2 separate regions of the Rattus norvegicus genome follow, and region 1 is linked to region 2. Evidence: chromatin contacts called from public HiChIP or PLAC-seq data. All regions are on one chromosome and are shown on one strand. Each heading gives the region's core, a stretch centred on a gene start, on an enhancer-like site or on the middle of the called end of the contact. The rest is flanking DNA. Distances are from core to core; before and after follow the strand shown.

What was found. HiChIP or PLAC-seq counts read pairs in DNA pulled down with a chosen protein or histone mark.
Region 1: an H3K27ac HiChIP or PLAC-seq map of oligodendrocytes shows a contact between it and region 2, with 7 times the contacts expected there. The contact joins two enhancer-like sites. A contact is called at or near these places in 2 of 12 Hi-C or Micro-C datasets (the Rat2 cell line and Schwann cells) and 1 of 1 datasets of contacts at active chromatin or transcription factors (oligodendrocytes).

Annotation. Positions count from the first base shown.
Region 1 is chr3:154,655,357-154,658,249 of GRCr8, reverse strand. No RefSeq gene overlaps it. Among named protein-coding and RNA genes, the nearest start is that of Kiz, 74 kb to the left of the region's middle. Within about 2 kb of position 1,274, at least 10 of the 93 cell types and tissues checked have an H3K27ac peak or open chromatin away from gene starts, as enhancers often do.
Region 2 is chr3:154,498,500-154,501,602 of GRCr8, reverse strand. No RefSeq gene overlaps it. Among named protein-coding and RNA genes, the nearest start is that of Ralgapa2, 110 kb to the right of the region's middle. Within about 2 kb of position 1,647, at least 11 of the 93 cell types and tissues checked have an H3K27ac peak or open chromatin away from gene starts, as enhancers often do.

The DNA.
Region 1 (2,893 bases), core at 25-2,524, 160 kb before region 2:
TGTGTATCTGTGTAGACAGAAGATAACCAGATGAGTGAGGGGTTCTTACCTCTGCTTTTTTCTTTTGAGGGAGTTTGTCCCTTGATGGTGGCCTCTGACTCATGATCTTCCTGCTTCTGCCTCCCGAGTGGGAAGACTACAGACATGTGCCTTTGTAAATCTGGCACTCTGCCAGTATGCCTTTCAGCGACTCGGCCACTGCAGCTTACATCATCACCCACGGACCCCCAGGTACAGCACATTCCACTGCTGCTATAAGTTGTGTGTTCTCCTATGTGACATGTGCCTCCTTTAAAAGGTCTTGTTTGCTCTCTCTGTCTCCTGATTGTTCTGTTTGCCTGGCTCTGTCTCCTTTTGTCTCTGTCTTTCTCTCATGTTCCACTCTTCAATCTCCCCACTCCTCCCAATAACCAACCGTCTTGGGTCAGTTCTGTTATATGGTGGATCTCTTAGCAGCACACCTTGGCCCCAGATCTGCCAAAGACGTCTCTTGCTGTTTTATTCTAAAGAAGCCCTATTCACCCAAAAAAGCCTGTATGAGAGGAGAGATAGTTTTCAAAATTGACACATACAATGCTGTCCTGGCACCTTTGTTTTAGATCATTCTGATTTTTAGCTACATATACATATATATATATATATATATACACACACATACATATATATATACATACATATATATATATACATATATATATATAGAAAATTCATTCTTTTGAGCAATCCATGCACAATCTGTAATATTATACCAACCACTCGTATCCATGATTAGTGACCTCAAAGGGGCAGGAGCCCTGCTCCACTGCCTCTAGCAAAGTTCTATCATTAGTGTTTGGTGCAGTATCTAACAGAGCAGCCGTGTGGGTCTTTATTGAATGACTGAATCAGAGTGAATGAACTGAATTAATTGTACAGGCTGACAGCTAGTGAACATAGAAGTCTGTCTAAGATTATGTAATAACTTCCTATGTCTGTCTGCCTGTGTATATGTATGTATTTTGTTGTGTCTCGTAGAAACATCCTTTAAAACTTCTTTGTAGGCTAAACATAACTTTCTAGCCCTTAGAAAACGACAGTATCCTCTACAATTGGCTAATTTCACTTGATGCTCGTTTGCTTGTGCGAGGTTGCCCTTCATAACTTTGCAGTTTCTAAGTAAGTGATTAAAGCAGCAGCTGAAGGCCCAGGCCTTTTCCTCCTGTGAGTCCCGAAGGCTGCAATTCAGCCTGTTGCATCCTTTCTACCAGAGTGGATGTCACTGATGGAGACTCAAGAAGTTGTCTGCCTCCTAAAGGGCTTCTTTCAAAATGAGCTGTAACCCCAAGGGTTACTCTGTGGCACAGACACTCTCTTGTTTCTTAAATTCTCCCTGTCTTCTGGAAGAAATCCCGCACACAGCATTCAGTGGAATCAGAGCGGGCTCCTTCGCCCCTCCTCCCGGAGCCTCAGCACCTGTTTGTTTAGAATTACCATGGACCCCTGTCGAGCTTTTTTCCTCTGCTGGCTTAGACTGATACAGTTGTCCCTCTGTATCCACCAACTCAAAAAAAAAAGATTCTAAAAATGTCTGTTCTGAGCACATGCAGACTTTATTCTTGTCATTGTGCCTTAACAATACAGTACAACAGCTATTTGAATGGCATTCCTACTGTACTGGGAATTACACGTAACCTCCGGATGACCTACCACACACTGGAGGATGTTCAGAGGGTCTGTGCAATGACTGCACTGTTTTTACTATTTTATTTGAAGGATTCAGCACATATGGATTTGGGTATCCAAGAGGGTCCTGGAGCTGAGCCTTGGAAGATATTAGGAGACTCCATCACATATACACTGTAGCTGAATCTAAACGGAACAAACTGACGGCTACAGGCAAGACCTTCAGGGATGATGGAATGTCTGCCGAACAGGGAAAGAATGTGTTAAAGTCTGTCTGCCTGGATTAAGGGTCTCCTGGCCTGTGAGGTCTGCCAGGAAAATTCTTTCCTTTGTCTCAGCATGCCCCCAGCTGGCAGATGGAGCTTACAATTTGTTTTCAAATATCTTGGCGGGGCTACAGGATCTGGTATTTAAAAGGAAAAGGGGTACATGAAGATTTCCCCTGCCTGCAGCACTCTGTGCAAATAATAATCGTCTGGGGGTGATCTTTGGGCTGTTGCAACACGTGAGGATTAACTATGCAAATAAAATTCCTTCTGTTTGAGAACAAGCAGTTCATTCAGGCCTGGTCTTTCTGCTGCAGGCTGAGGTCTTTTGCATTTTTTTTTTTGCATCGTTGTTTTCCCACTCTCTCCATCCATCCCCCTCCCTCCCAGGAGACAGTGTGTGTGTGTGTGTGTGTGTGTGTGTGTGTGTGTGTGTGTGTGTGTGTGTGTAAATCATGGCCAGGGTTCCACAGGCTCCTCCTCTGCTGTATTAGGGATGGTTTACTCAGTGGACCTGTCATGAATGAGAAAACTCCTCATTCTGAGTTTAAGGAATGTGGCAGATGCTGCTAGGACTTTGCCCATGCTCCCTTAACTCACCCTAGCCCGAGACAGTCCCCTTGCCTAGAAAACTTGCTTCTCTCTGTTTGAGGTTACCAGTGTTCAGACGGGGCAGAGCAGACATGCCATGAAATTAAAACCCTAGAAATGGCCATCAATCCTAAGATCCTTGCTTCTCAGAAAGAGTTTCTTACAAGCTCTCGGAGGATCAACAGGGACGGAGTTACAGGGCACCGTGGCAATAACCCATTCACTGTTGCAAGCTGGTTCCCTCTTGACTGGTTTTCATCACTTATAGTCTTCCTGGGCCAGCTCCCAAGCAAGTCATCTAAACTCAAACCCTCACCTCAGGCTCTACCTTGAGGAAACACATACTAAGTCAGGCAGCTTGTGCTGTGGTAGGG
Region 2 (3,103 bases), core at 398-2,897:
GCCCAATCCACTGAGAACCACACCCTTCACCCTTTGGAATTTAACAATACAAACCCATCAGATTAACTTGGTCAGGTCATCACCCAGAGACTGTCGACAACTCCTCACTGTCAACTCATTAAACCTTAGTTCCTTTAATAAGACCCTCTGCAGATTGGTCATACCAGCTGTCTTGCAAACTGATCTCATGACTTCCCATTTCTAAAACTTCCTTCTGCCATTCCTACTTTCCAGACAGTGCATCTGAATGAGCATTCAGAGATGCGTCCTGACCAGAAGGGTCTTAAGCAAGTGACTGTCCTAGTGTCCCAACACAAGAGTTTTTCTTCTGCTTCCCCACAAATGCGTCGACTGCCTTCTGTTGTTCTGAACACTGACTTCTCTTCTTAGGGGAGAGTGCCCTCAAGGTTAGGGTGGCCACATGCCACCCACACCCCAGTTGCCTCTAACTTAAAGATTTCCTCATTGCCTTAGCAATTGTTTGCTAAGAGGAAGAGGAGCAATGTAGGTGGCCTTCTAGTTTAAGTATGTCCTTTTTATTCCAGGAGCAAGCAGAGAGGCTCACCTCTAACTGTCAATGCCAGCTACCCAAAGGCAGATGAGCATCTGAATCCACAAATACCCTTCTGCAGGGAGACAAAGTGACCTTACAGCAAATTAAAAAACACATTTCTTATATTTACCCCAAGATCCAAGAAGGTATGTGTCAAAGGCCAAGGATAAGAACATAGTTTTCTAAGCTCACAATAAAGAATTTTCATATTGTCATGTTTAGAAACAGGAGGAGGCTCTGGGTGGCACAGAGGTGCTGGCTACTTACACAGAATTATTGCCTCTACTTTAGAAAATTCTTATTCAATGTGGCTTTTGTGGACACTACCCTGCTTTTATTTAAAATATACTTGACTTTTATTTCTCTTGCATTTCATTCAAGCCTCTGGTTAAAAGACGATGAACTAGAAATGACAGAGCTGAGCAGAAACTCTGGCAACAGGAAACTTGGTTCTGAACACAGAGAGAGTTTTGTTGAGTCCATGTAAGAGGCCAGAACAAAATCTCTTTAAGTACAGCATTCTCTGTCTAGAGTCCAAGCCCCATTTCCACTGTTGTGAACACCAATTTCCAGGAATTCTGTCACCAACTGGAGGACATTTAGCTGGTTCCAACAGAGCCCTATTTAAATATGATACTTGAATCTAAGCTACCCCTCCTCCAGAGGCAAATATTCTCCTAATTTTTTCAATACCATCCTGACTGCACATTTGGAAGGAGCTACCCAGGCCTGGAATGTGAAGAACTTCATTGAATGGTTGGCATTGACATAGGAGCTTTGCTCGTGGGTGAAACCATCTCTGCCTGACTCCTCAAAACCTCCCCTTCCATCTAAACATTAAAGGATAGAAAGATCAGATGGAAGGATCTCGATGTGTGTTCTTTCTCATCTCGCACTTTCTCCCTGGGTTTTCCTGCGATAGGAAGAATCGCAGTTCTTCCTATTAGAGAGTTCAGTCATCTCTGGGTTCAGTACTTGTCTCTCAGTCCAGCCATTCTTAGTTCATTAGGCAGGTGGTTCTGTGAACAAATTGACACCATATAGACCAACTCTAACCTCCAACGGTTTCCTCTGTCTTAGTTCTTGACCTGAAAAGGGCATTATAAAACTATGGCAAGGTCTTACTGGGAGAGGGGGAGGATTTGCTTTTGCTTATTCTTGATGTTTGTGTTTGGAGACAGGGTCTTAGTCTGTCATCAAGGTTAACCTGAAACTTAACCATGTAGATCTGTCTGGCCTTGAATTTGCAATAAGATCTTTCTGTCTTGGTTTCTACAGTATTGGAATCATAGCCATGAGTTACCATGCTCCATTTCTGGAGGGTTTGGAGGGGTTGTTTGTTTGTTTTGTCTTTTTAGACAAAATTACCAGAGATCTTATAAAGCCTCATTTATTTGCTTATCTTGTGTTTTCACCCCCTCCCTCTTTCTCTCAGTACTAATGTTCTGTGAAAACCAGGATTTCTCTCTATCCTCGATACCTATAATACCACGGCATACAGTAGAGTCACAATAAATGCTTGTCAGGGGATTGGGATTTTAACAAAGCATCCTCTTTTTGGATATTTTTATAGGAGATATAAATATAGATAAAATGATCCAACTAAAAGTTGTAGTTATCAACAAAGAGATGGGCTGGGGCAGAAGAGAATTCGATGAGGTTTCAAAGGTCTAGCTGTGAGCCATGAGCAAAGCTTGTCTCTGACAAATCCACCCTCCCCAAGATGAAGCCTTAAACAGGGCTCCCAGAGCTTCAACAGCATAAGGAAGCCCTTAGGGACCTTGTTAATAGGCAGATTCTGATTCAAGGACTGTAGGAGTGGGGACACCTTGAGTCTGCATTTTCAACAAGGTCATGGATGATGTCATATCTATGACACTGGTCTGGGAACCACATTTGTGGCAGTGAAGCTAGCGATCTATGATCTGTATGATCAAAACCAATCAAGTCCTTCATTTCATCCTCAGGACAGAACACTGGTCAATTTTTTTTATTAATACTGGAGCCCCAGAAAGTACACACATAGGTAACCACAACCAGGAAAAATACTCCTGATGTAGAATAAGCAGTTTGGTGATTGGCAGACTGCTTAAGACTTCAGTGGGAAAATAATGTTTGAAAACTACTACAGTTTCATTTCCATCTGACACGCTGCCCTGTTTGTGGCTGCTGATGTCAAACAAACACACTCAGTTCTACCCGGAAAGGAATCTTGAGTCTTCTTCACACAAACTATTTCATTGCTTCACAGATGTTGGGGGAGGAAAGAAAAGTGATTCATAGGCCCAGAGTGACTCCTTCAAGGCCACCCCACACAGATTTTCCAGTTCCTTCGCTGGTGCAGCCCACACACCATTTTGCCTCTTTGTGGGAGAATATAAGATGCATTCTTCCTTGACTAGTGCAGAAATGATACTCAGCCCTCCAGATGTTTATATAACAGAGAGCTAAAGACTTATAAACAAAAGAAGAACAGTTGTGCACCAGAGACACTGATGGCTCCATTCATTGGGATCCACCCGCTGACTTCCACACCCAGCCAAGCCATTT